2 separate regions of the Mus musculus genome follow, and region 2 is linked to region 1. The links are chromatin contacts, called in public Hi-C maps. All regions are on one chromosome and are shown on one strand. The core of a region is the stretch at or near the end of the contact, and the rest is flanking DNA. Distances in the headings are between cores, read along the strand shown.

Region 1 (6,587 bases), core at 2,260-4,759:
ATATCTTTAAAGTGTTGGAGTACTGTTTTACAAATAAGCCTCTGTACCATATGGTCTTTTCAATAGGAATAGTAGCTAAAATATCACAACACATCGAGAAAAGTTATTTTAACTAAATGTGTAGCTAATTGCTCATGAATATGCATCCACACTTACAAATGTCTTCATCATCATTTATATTCAGAGGTAGGAGATAAAAATGTCAAAATATTATTTCTTCACAACAAGCAAAGACTCCCAAGTCAACACAAACACAGAGTACCTAACTGCCTAGTTGAATTAGAAATTAAATTTATTTAAATGTCCTTAAATATATCTGAGATACAGAGAAACACTCAAAAGTTTAAGGCAAATGTTTTAATTGAATTCTTCACCAAAAAGATAGACACATATAAAAATTTTCCAAGAAAAAAAAAAAAAAAACTCACCAGTTGAATACTAAAATATATTGAAGAACTAAGAATGTATTGCATGCATCAACAATTTACATTAATATTTTTACCATTAATAAGCTTTACAAAAGATGTAATTTTATCTCTTCTGTGAAGTGTTTATAGAATCCAAATTCTCATAGACTTTGAAAAAAAGATAGACCTGATGCTATAAATACAAACCTAAAATGTCTTTCCTTTCCAAAGCCTGTCATAGTGACTTTATTTACAAAACACATCACACTACACCCACACAAAAATCAAAGGACTCACAGTTATATATATTAAAATTATAATACAGTATTTTAAAAAACTCCCTATGTTAACACAAATAAATCTTCAAAGAAGTGTGAAAACACAAATTTTAGAATACATGTAAAGTATGTTATCAATAGTATATTGTAAAAAGTTTAAAAACACAAAGACTACATATCATTTATGACTATATACATATGCAAGAAGGGTATAAAAAGCATATATACAGAATACAGAGCAATTTCATAATAGGGTTACCATAGGGAGAATAGAGAATAGACAAAATGAGGTAGATACAAAGGAGATTTTACCTCTATCCATGTTAAACATTACAAAAGGTTGAAAAAATATATTATGTTAATATTGTTAAATCTGATGGTGTTATTATATAATGGAGTCCACTATATTATTCTCTAAACTATTTAATATTGTTAGTATTTCATAATAAAAATGAAAACATCCACAGATGACGTCATGTTAACTAATTAGAAATACTAAAACAGATTTCCTTTCCCAAAGTGACAATAAATATTAACAGAAAATGCTGCATAATTACCGATGTGTATATTTATTAAGTACCCATTTATTATTTTAAAATATGCATACAATTAGAAGCAGACTTAAATACTACTTAAAAAATTCTTCTCCTTGGTCAAAGGATTTAACTTCATACCACAAACAGGCTCTCCTTGCTTTAAAAACATCTCTTTGAATTATTTCTTAATGGTAGTAAGTGAACACTCTGAATTTTCTTTTAAGCCATTTCTTTCAAATGTGACTTAGAACAAAAGGTTTAGTGCATATAGAACAGACCTGGCTTACTTTAAAGATCAAAGAATACATTGTATTGCAATACAAACAGTGGCTCAATTAAAAACCAACATTAAATCACCAATATAAAAACTGCTTTTCAGTCTGAAACTCTCAAACTGAAGGAAAATATATATGGTTCCTAATTTTAGTTACCAAACTTTTTTTCTTGTCTGGAAAATATTCCCATCTTTGTCACATAAATAATACATCCTGGATCACAGATGAAGTTTTCAAATTAAAGATAAACAACTACTTGCCTGCTGTTTCTGATATGCAGTGTTTGGATTTATCTTTGACTCTAAGAGTAGCGATCCTGAAAGAGTAAAAAAAAAAAAAGTCTGAAATTATAAAACCTTCAGTAGCACACATCTAGTAAGCATTTCATGTCTTCTCACCAGATGAACATCTGAAGCTACAAATGTATTTTAATTCATATTTTCTAAATAAAGACTACATGGTTAACTTAGACTGTTTCATCCTACCTCCATATGTCCTCAGAAGGAAGGAAATGTGAAATCAATATTCAGACTATGAGGTAACTAAAACCTTTAAGGTCTAATTGACCATTTGAAGACTAAACTTTAACAAAAGCTGTTTCACTGAATTTCCTGTCTAACAAAACAAATTACAAGGACCCCAGAGAGACTTACCATACAAATGATATTTATCCTTTTCCTTTGACAAACCCTCCTCTTCATAATGTAGAAATAAATGCCTCTTAACTCCTAATGAGGGACTCTGCACTAGTACAACATTTGCCCAAAATGATCTAAGATTGCTATTCTTTTATTTCTTGAATGCATTAGCTGTTCCAGTTGGGCAGCTCTTGAGTATATATAAGTAGTAGCTTTTTTATTATGGCTGTCAGTTTTTAATATTAAAATGGTTTCTATGAATTCTGCAATCAACAAATACAACTTCACAGTCCGCTTTAGTTTTCTAACTTGCCGAGATTGTGGAACCCACTTTTTCACTCCCTACAACGGCAGCCTTGGAGGGATCAATCAATAAATATGTACGTGCTTGTGTGTTTCGTGGCAACAGTCTGTAGTAACTCCAAGAGAAAGTCCGTTTTAGTTTTCCCCAGCACCTGGCGATTGGAACAACTGAAACTTGTTTTTAAGGCAGAGTTTCTCTAAACCTTTTATGCTACATAGGTACAACCGACAGGACTGTACCTAAAGCGGCTCGGGAGTCGGGGGTCATCTCATGGGCGATATTCCTACCTGGTCTTCTACTGACTTCCCACTCATACATTCTAAACCTCAACTACCGGGTTGGGATGGGGGGGTGGGGGGGGGGGGAGAAGGAGTCAAATCCTCAATAGGGATGGAGGCGGAGAACTGCGAGTTCACGTCTGACAGAGAGTAAATCCAGGCCCAGCAGTTTGTTTTTATCGTAAAGAAGGGCAGGCTCAAGACCAATGCGCTGTCCCTAGTGGTGCTAGTCAGAATACAGTACCGGAGCGCAGCGCTTAACCCTCAGGTTGTGCCGCAACCGATGCACTATCCCCTACCCCACCGTTCCAATACCCTTACCGTCGGACTCGGCACGAACCAGCAGCGACATCCCCTTGAGCTCCTCTACGTAAGTGGAGGAGACGTGCCCGGTGCCTCGGTCGTCCCATTGCCGGTCTTCGTTAAGGGTATAGACCTTCACTCGCCTCCGTGTATCCGACATGGTGGCTTCTGGCCCCACCGTTCCAGCCGCCACCTCCTCGCTCACCTCGCCGGTATCCCTCACTCTTGAGAGCCGGTAGTGGCGGCAGCGGCGGTGGTGGCAGCGACTCTGGAGAGGCCCGAGTTTACCATGGCTCTAAAGGTTTAGCCGCGAGAAGGGGTGACCAGAGCCACCGAGAGCCCTCCGCTCGTGGTCTCCGCTACCCCTCCCTTCACCGCGGCGCACAACCACTCTCCCTTCCTTTTGCGTCCCGGAGCTCGCTCGCTCTCCCGCTGCCGCCGCCCGCCGCGGTTACTACTACAGATCCGCCATCTTGTAACCCGACTCTCTGCCTTTCTCTTCCTCTTCCAGCAGGTTCGTACGGGCTGCCCTAGCAGGGGCTACGGCGGCCGACGAGCCCAACGCACAGTACCTTTACCTCCGAACACACTTCCGGAGAGTCAGACCTCGGCGATCTCGCGAGGAGTGCGCCGCCGAGGTGAGCCGGCCAAGGAGGGACTTCCTCCTCTTTCGGCCCCGCTTCCTGATTCGGGAATCTCAGTTGGGCGGGGAAGTCCCGCGAGCTTTTCTACCTGCGCCGGGAGGAAGCGTGTGTAGAAGGTTGCCTTGGCGATGGAGTTGCCGAGTTGTTCTTCGGGATTTGTAGGGCTGATGTTGGTCATGTGGCGGGTTGTCAACTCTGGACTTGCTCTCAGCAGAACAGAGCCAGGCTGAGAAGTCCGAATGCGTGCACAGGACTAGAGTGAAGCCAAGTGTAGGGACTCAGGCTGACAGCCCGAAAAGGACTGAGACGGGGTGAGGGTGTTCGAGTCATTCGTGAAGACGATGGGAGGTCGAGCCTTCACCCACTAAAATCCGTTATAGAATCTGCGAGGCTTCTGCCGGGAAGGTGTTCCATGGCCACGATGAGCAGTGGGCGATCTAATGTTCCACAAACGCGTTGACAGTTCCTATTTCCCGCCGAAGCGTTCTTCCGTTAGCCGGGTACCACGGACCATTAAAAGGTTCAGAGAGACCGGCGGCAGCGACGAGGCAAGCACAGGCGTACAGCCTCACAATCCTCGGGGAGCTCTCAGCTTCATGTGCCGCAAGAACGGTTTCCAGCGTGAAGTTAACGTCGCTCAGAGCGTGACGCTCGCCCGAAGGCATCCGCTCCCAGCGTAGTTCTGCCGCCTCTCCGTTCTCTTATATGGTCCCTCAACTCTTGGCTCTAACCTGAAAGGTGAACACGGGGCAGGTGCACATGTTGATCCCGCGGTGTATTTCGGGAGTTGTAGTCATCACCATGCTTGTCAAAGTGTGCTTATGATTTGACGAGGTTAGGCGGCAACTCATGTTTAAAAGGGTGTCTTATGTACATAGTCGCTTGATTGAAAAGGATTTCAAAATTTGAACTATCATTGCGATTCTTTAAATGTATGAGGGACCAAGAAAATTAGCCTGGTCTGCTGTCATTTGCCTGTAACGACTGCATATGGAAATTGCAGCCTATGGTATGTAACAGGATTCTGCCTATGATAAAAGGACGTGAATCACTATACATAAGTCCCTGATAATCTGTGACTGATATGGACAAAATGTACTTTGAACCAGGGAAAATATGACTTGTTTGGGGAAGGCCATAGAAAGCTTTCCAGAGTCAGTGTTTTAGCCCAATGTTAGAGGACACCCAAGGATTTGTCTAAGCATCCTTTTCATTGCCCACTCTAAAGGAGAAAAGAACGTTGGCAAGAGCACTGGATAGATCCTGGAAGCCCACTCAGCCTTTAGGACAGAAATTTCAGGTGCCCAGAGCATTCTCTGTAGAATGTTTTGGTCAGGGTCCATCCAGCTTATGCTGTAGTCTGGAAGCATCACTGTGCCATAGCCATACCTTCCCCCAGAGTCTTTTACAAGGAAACTACAACTCCAAAAGGTTGTAGCCCAAATGAGCCCCTGATGTCCTTGATCTTTACAAGTAATACCTTTATATGTGAAAAAATTAAAATGGCAAAGAACTTCTGCAATGCAAGGTAAGTCTCTTCAGCTCCCGCTTCCCGCTATTCTCCAGAAAACAGTGACTATATCACTCCCCACTAGATCCCCTCTCATTCTCACTGTGTGTGAGGTTAGACTGGGGGCAGTTCCTTGGTGTGTGTCCTATACATTTGTACATTTGATTTAATGCTGCTATCATCATCTAAAAATGTTAAGTAATTTTTGAACATTGTTTTCTTTCCACTAGGTTTTATGCTGTATTTTGTTTTAGAAATAGTTTAGCATGTGCAAATGTGTGTGTAAATATACTGTAGTTGTCTTTTGATGATTTAAATGACTGTTTCCAGGACTCAAATCCATCCCAATATCTGTATGATGAAGTCTTTCATATAAAATGGCATATGTTTTGCTTATAACCTATAAGGTCCTGCAGAATAATTTGTATCATTTTTGGATTATATTACTATAATACTTTATATAGTTATATTACAATACAAATGCCACACATTTTTAAAAAAGATTTTTATTGCGTGTGTTTTTGTATGTGTGTGGTTACCAGAAGGTTTTGGATGCTCTAGAACCAGAGTTATAGTTGTGAATAGCCAGATGGGTTCTCCACCAGAATTCTTTAACTGCTGAAACATCTCATCACTGCCATAGAAGCTTTTAAAAAATGAGATTTATTCATTTGGTGAAGGGAGGGGCTGTGCTACAACATAGTGTAGAAGTCAGTCCTAGAAGTCAAAGTCAGGTTGTCAGTCTTGGCGGCAAGCACATTAGAACCCTTTCTCCTACCTGACACAGGTATTTTTGCAGGAGGAAAAAAAATGCAGAAAACAAAAAACAAAAAACCCTCCCTTAAGCCATATGAGTTTGGTAGAATTCATGTATATAATATGTATGTATGTATGTATATTGTTACCACTTTCAGTTCTCTGATGACCTTCTCTGAGAATGATTGTGTGTGTGTGTGTGTGTGTGTGTGTGTGTGTGTGTGTGTGTGTGTATTTATAGAAAGGCTTACAGCCTATGGTCTAGCTAGTCCAATGGCTCTCTATGAATGGAAGGTCCAAGAATCTAGTAATTTAGTCTATGAGGCTGTATGTCTCTATGACTCTGTTGGTCTTCAGTATATGGCAGAATCTGAAGAAGTAGGCTCCAGTGAAGGAATGGACTTGCCAGTGAGATCAAGAGTAGGAACAAGTAAAGAGAGCAAACTTCCTTCTTCCATGTCCTTTACATAAGCTGCCAGGCAAGGTGTGGCCCAAATTAAAGGTGATCTTCCCACTTCAAATAATTTCATTAAGGAAAAAAAAATCCCTGTGTACCCAGGTTACTGTCTTAGTTGGAGTTTTATTGCTGTGAAGAAACACGAACACCACAACAATAATTGGGGAAAACATTCATTGGGGCTGGCTTACAGCTTAGAAG
Region 2 (6,587 bases), core at 2,845-5,344, 4.0 Mb before region 1:
TGTGTGTGTGTGTGTGTGTGTGTGTGTGTGTGTGTAAAATGAGGTTTGTGAGTTATTTCTCCACTGATGCTGTGCAGATGTTTTTAGTGTGAGCAGTCCTGTTTGTTTATCTTCTTTGTTGAACTATAACCTCAGTTCCAGTCTCTCTCTCTCTCTCTCTCTCAGACAGGGTTTCTCCATATAGCTGAAATTCATTCTGTAGACCAAGCTGGACTTGAATGCAGGGATTAGAAGCATATGCCACCATGCCCAGGTCTATCTCTTAAAAAAAAATGTCTCATATGGAAGAAGATAAAAGAGTGGATAGAAACAGTTCAGATAACAAATTAAGTTCTTCTAAACTTGATGATATTGAATCTCCAGTCTCCAGGACTCAGTGATCCCGGAGACAGAGGAAACACAAAGGGAGGCATACTATTTTCTTAATGTCAAGGGTCCCTTTGTTTATCCCTCTCCTCTTTTCCCTAATCTCCAACTCTTTGGACAAGGTCTCATGTAACCCAGGCTAATCCTGAACTCTGATCCTTCTGCCTCCATTGTCTCAAGTACTGAGATTATAGGCACTTCGTCCAGGCTAATCTGAGTGGAAAACATCTTAGAATCAACCAGGGAAACCATGTCTGAGCCCAGCACTTTAGAAGCTGAGGCATGAGGATTGAGTTCTAGTCTTGTACTGTAAGACTGCCCCCCCCCAAGCTGGGCCTCCACTCAAGTCCCGGGATGAGCTGGCCAGCAACCCACTGAGAAAACCACACCTGATGCAAACTGCAAGAGGCTCGGTAACAGTAGGGGGTCTTTTAACAGTTAGCTGAGGAATTGGGAGTACCGCTCTTCTCTGGCAGCAGAGGTGGTGGTGGTGGTGGGGGGTAGGGGTGTGTGTGTGTGTGTGTGTGGGGGGGGTGTCCTTGGCACAGGGAGCCAGGCAATTGCCTGGCTAGGCCTTTTTTTTTTTTTTTTTTTTTTTTTACAATTATCGCATCTCTGATTGTAAGGTATTGAAACAAATAAAGTTTTTTGCTGGCTATAGAGAACAAAGAGCTTCTTTCTGACTGTATTTTTAGAGATCAGGGAAAACAAGCTTGGGGGAATGTTTTAGGGGCTTTACCTTTCAGGGAGAAACACTTTAAATCGGGGTCTCACAGTACTACATATGGATACCTGTCTCAATAGCCATGGAGGAGGGCAAGAAGGACACATTGCAGAGAGAACAAATATAGAAATGCAGGCTGGAGATGTGGGTCAATGGTAGAGCAGTGCTTGTCCAACACTCAGGGTCCTGGGATTAATACTCACTGCAGGAAAAAATGAATCAAAACCAAAGCAAACCACAAGCAAAACCTCCAAATCAAACTTCCTGCTTGAAAACAACAACAACAACAACCACCCCCATACAAACTCTGGAGATAATATAGTAACTTTAAACTATTGAAAGAAAAGGTTTTGTTTTTGTTTTTCAATACAGGGTTTCTCTATATAGCCCTGGCTGTCCTGGAACTCACTCTGTAGACCAGGCTGGCCTTGAACTCAGAAATCCGCCTGCCTCTGCCTCCCAAGTGCTAGGATTAAAGGCGTGTGCCACCACTGCCTGGCCTGTTTGTTTATTTAAGACACTTTTTTTTTGTTTTTGTTTTTTTTGGTTAAGCGCAGGTATGTGGGCTGCGACATTAAAAGTATGGTCCGGGGCTGGAGAGATGCTTCAGTGGTTAAGAGCACTGACTGATCTTATGAAGGTCCTGAGTTCAAATCCCAGCAACCACATGGTGGCTTACAACCATCTGTAATGACATCTGACACCTTCTACTGGTGTGTCTGAAGACAGCTACAGTGTACTTACATATAAATAATAAATAAATCTTAAAAAAAAAAGTACGGTCCATCAAAATGGTATACTGTTAGACACAATTAAGCTTCCAGGACGAGATGTTTGTTTTTTGTTTTGTTTTGGTTTGTTTTTTTCGAGACAGGGTTTCTCTGTGTAGCCCTGGCTGTCCTGGAACTCACTCTGTAGACCCGGCTGTCCTTGAACTCAGAAATCTGCCTGCCTCTGCCTCCCGAGTACTGGGATTAAAGGTGTGTGCTACAACCACCACAGCAGGATCTTGAAATGGAGATTTCTCAAATGGCTTTCTTTTCCTATATCTTTATCTAAGAGAAACTTTATCTAAGTTTCTCTTATAGGATACCTTCTTGGCTACTGTCTACAGATATACCCAGAAGCTCATGGGGTATTTCTCTTTTCAGTTTATTTTTAATTGATGTAAAGTGTATCTATCTATTTATGATGTATGGCGTACTTGGGAATATGTATAATGCATTGAATGGCCTAATCAATGTGAGTCTGGACATTTCTTCTCATATATCTGTAGTCATGTGGTGTAGTATGAAATACAGTTGTATAGTTGTCACTTGGTATCCACAAGAGATCAGCTAATTCCAGGATGATTCGTGCCCACACCCAAATATGCAGATGGGAAGATGTGTATTAAATAGCATGCTGTGTGTGTGTGGAGACAACTGTTGAAGCTGGGCATTGGCCATAGGATTCTGTTTTTATGTTTTAAAGCATGCTAAAAACTAATAAAAGCATGGAATAAAAAAAAAAAAAAGATAGTATTTTGTTGTAAGGTAATATACACAGCTCTTACTCATTGTACCTAAGCATGTGGCATCATTCAGTGACAACTAAGGCACCTAAAGTTTCGGGGAGGCAGGAAGAACTGAGTCTCTGTGTAGTCCTGCCTATCCTGGAACTTGCTCTGTAGACCACTGGTCTTGAACTCCTGATCCACTTGCCTGTGCCTCCAGAGTGCTGGGATTAAACCAGCATGAGCTGCATTTAAATAAGCTTCAGAATCCAGAAACAATCAAACTGTCTGGCTTGCACAGGCTCAAGGGGTATCAATGCTTCCTCCTGCACCTTCTCAGTTTGGATGGTCAAATTCTGTTCACCCGTTCTTTCCCACACTATACCCAGTCTATCTCTGTTTATTTTATTATTATTATTATTTTGGTTTTTCGAGACAGGGTTTCTCTGTATAGCCCTGGCTATCCTGGAACTCACTCTGTAGACCAGGTTGGCCTCGAACTCAGAAATCCGCCTGCCTCTGCCTCCCGCAAACTGGGATTAAAGGCGTGCGCCACCACGCCCGACTTTTTTTTTTTTTTTCTCTGTTTATTTACACACACAATTCTTCCAAGTTTCATGATTTTTTCCTTATAGTTGCAAACTGAAATTCACATATTGACAGATATCTCCGAATTTAGGATTTGATACGTAATGGGCTCACATGCATTTATATCTGACACGTCTCTGGAGTCTACAAACATTGGTACCATTATCTACATTCCTCCCCCAAATTCTTAAATATGCTAGCTCCATGTTGAGATAAAAAGATTAGGGCCGCTGTCAGAAAGCACCCAACGCTGAGGGATGTTCGTCAGGATTCATTTTAAAGCGCTAATTCCCAGCCGAAGATTCGTATTAAGGCTCATGAATTTCTAAAAAAGCGATAGGCCTTCATTTGGAATGATGAAGACGGCCTGCGTTTTCTCAGTTCTGCACGCTCTAAAGTTTTAGAAAGATGCTCTTTGGAGGCGACTGACTGGGTTTCTCTTTGGTCCCCAAATGACATAAAGCTGATAATTTTCGTTTTGAAAATGCTGCCTCAGAAAAGAGGTGCAAAAGCATGGCTGCGGGGAAAGTAGCCTAGATCCAGCCACTCCGCCCTGGGCTCCTGAAGCTACGTGAAAACGAAGAGCAAGCCTTCGAGCAAGCCAAATCCTGAGGTGATTATGCTTGTTCCAGGCCTACGGGGAACGGAGGGTGGAGAAAAGAGACGCTCTGTGGTTCCCTGGCTGCAGCCGCCATCTTTCAGGGTGGGCTGCGCACGCTCTCGGCCCTGGGCCCGCGAGCACGAGCGGAGAAGACGTGGAAGCCCTGAAAACCCAGAGCGAGGCCACAAAGAGAAAACGCGCCTGCGCTTGGGCGACAGTAGTGGAGGGACGGGGCCAGAGACGAACGCGCGTGCGCAGTGAGAGCCCGCCAAGCACCTGGAGGAGGAGGGGGGCGAGGTACCTAGGCGTGAGGATGAAAGGCGCACGCGCAAAAGCGCGACTGTGCGGGGAGTGGGAGGGATCCAGAGGAGGCTCGCGGAGGCAGGACTAGCGCAGATCTCGCGAGATCTCCTGCGACCATATATACGTGCGGAGAGCCCGCGTCCTTTCCTTGGCGTGATTCCGTCCTGCGCGTCTGTTCTGTGGAACAGGAGGCAGTTGTTTTCCGTCCGGCTTCTCCCACACCGAAGTGCGCGCCTCCACCTCATGGAAGACTCGATGGATATGGACATGAGTCCTCTTAGGCCTCAGAACTACCTTTTCGGTAACTGACTGGAGGGGGAAGCGTGTGCAGGGCCTGGTGATGGGGGGGGGGGCGGGAGCCCAGCCGAGGCCTGGCGTGTGGGGAACGCGGCGTAGGTGGAGGCCGGAGAGCAAGGAGGAATCTCCCAGGCCTTAGAAGCAGCGGCCTGAACACTAGGAAAGCCGCCGGAAAATGGGGCGGGAGCGGCCCAGCCTGTAGCCTCGGGTGTTAGGAGCGGCCGGCCGGCCGGCGAGGGTGCGACCTTGCCTGTGGCGCGAACTTGAGAGGCGTTTCTCCTGTGCACGAAAGCCCGCACGGTCGCTTCCGAGCTCCTTTTTTTCCTCTTGTGTTGAGCCACGGCAGGCGGCACGGGAGAAAGGGGCCTGTGGAGCGAGGCGAGGCCTACCTCCGCCCTGTTGGGGAGGATACATCTGCAGGCGCTGGGCTTTCCAGGGGCCGCATCTTGTATTCTGTGGCGACCGAGGGCTTCGCCCAGTAACGGGGAATGGTCCGAGCAGGCGCCCTGAGGCAGAAGGGGCAGCAACCCCTAGGAGCACGTGGTTGCCACGTGGTTGGGGGTTAGGGAGGGGGTGTGGGCTCTACATCCGGGCTCTCCGACTCTAGCCAACCTTCAGCCGTGGGATCTTGTGGCTTAGTTAAAAGTTCTGGGAGGGAAATGTTTATTTCATAGCCCGTGGCGTATGGGTTTTTGAGATCTTTGTTCATATCTTTCAGTATCCACAGTGATGGAGCCCCCCCTTTTTAATTTGCCTCTGGTAGGCGGAGTCAGCATCACGTTGCAGATAGCTGTACTGATGGCCCACGTGGCTTAATGTTAGGAGTACCCTTAAATCATCTACCTGGCTCTATCTAGAACTACTTTTTCTTGGGGTGGGGAGAGGGAAGGATCTGTTGAACAGACAAGATTCGCTTTAGCATCAAGGCTTTTGGGGATCACATCTATAGTCTTGCTGCCTACCCTACACCCAGTTTTTGTTTAAAAGAATCAGTTTGTTTTTCAGTGATTCACGTTTTAGCTTTTTAACAGTCCTGAGATTAAAGGAACAGTGAACTCTGCCACTCGTTCATTAATTCTAGTAGTGTTTATACCGATTTCACCATACTACTTTAAAGAGACTCATTAAGTCTACTGTGGAAACCAGCAATGTTGCCTCAATGTAGTTAGTACTATGAGAAAATTAAAGATTTTTTTTTTTAATGTTTCATTTGAGTTGATTTCACAGAACTTTAGGCTTTGGGTTTTGATGTAAGTATCATTGCTAGGTTTGCTTTCTTGTTTTTGTCTTACATACAGGCTGTGAACTAAAGGCTGACAAAGACTATCACTTTAAAGTGGATAATGATGAAAATGAGCACCAGTTGTCATTAAGAACGGTATGTAAGCTCTGAAACTTAAAAACATTTCAGACATTTCCTACTGATGAACTAGGAGTTTAATCCCAGAAAAGATAGGGGATCTTTGTCACTTGTAATTTTGTATAGCTTGGTCACTCCAAGGTGCTAGATAGGTGCTTTGTAGAACAGTGCTTGTTTTTAATCTGCCAGCTTTATTCATTTAAAGGAACAGTTGTGTATATGGTAATTCTGTTGTGAAACGCTTCAATTCTAATTCTAATGGTGAGATGACTAGTTTTCTTTTCGTCAGTAGTGGTGAAAAGCCACTTTAAAAGTTTCTTTGAAACATTTTTATTCACAGGTCAGTTTAGGAGCAGGGGCAAAAGATGAGTTACACATCGTAGAGGCAGAAGCAATGAACTATGAAGGCAGTCCAATTAAAGTAACACTGGCAACTTTGAAAATGTCTGTACAACCAACAGTAAGTACATTTCTAAATTTTGGATTTCATGTTGGTTCAGGTCTCTTGCGTCATTTGGGGTCAGTGTCATTTAGGTTTTGCAAAGACGTATCTTTTACCAAGATTATTTCTGCTGCTATTATAAATAGGTTTATTTCATTGTAGAACTTGCTGGTAATATCTGTTGTAAAACTCTTATTTTTAGGTTTCCCTAGGGGGCTTTGAAATTACACCACCTGTGGTCTTACGGTTGAAGTGTGGTTCAGGGCCTGTGCACATTAGTGGACAGCATCTAGTAGGTAGGTTTTTTTTTGTCATAGTTTTCAATATAGGCTAGCTTTTTTAATATTTTAAACATTTGTATCTTTGCACATCTGCCATGGAATGCTTGTCCTGGTCAGACAAGACAATTTC

Evidence for each region. Hi-C and Micro-C count contacts between places; a contact is called where the count stands out from the background.
Region 2: a Hi-C map of CD8 T cells shows a contact between it and region 1, with 13 times the contacts expected there. The contact joins the promoter of Npm1 here to the promoter of Ppp4r3b in region 1. A contact is called at or near these places in 2 of 484 Hi-C or Micro-C datasets (B cells and CD8 T cells).

Annotation. Positions count from the first base shown.
Region 1 is chr11:29,169,898-29,176,484 of GRCm38.p6, reverse strand. Ppp4r3b (protein phosphatase 4 regulatory subunit 3B) reads right to left here and starts at 3,509. Exons shown (of 16, transcript NM_134034.3): 1 at 3,038-3,509; 2 at 1,757-1,812. The coding sequence starts at 3,179.
Region 2 is chr11:33,160,713-33,167,299 of GRCm38.p6, reverse strand. Npm1 (nucleophosmin 1) reads left to right here and starts at 4,094. Exons shown (of 11, transcript NM_008722.3): 1 at 4,094-4,378; 2 at 5,673-5,752; 3 at 6,075-6,194; 4 at 6,379-6,472. The coding sequence starts at 4,321.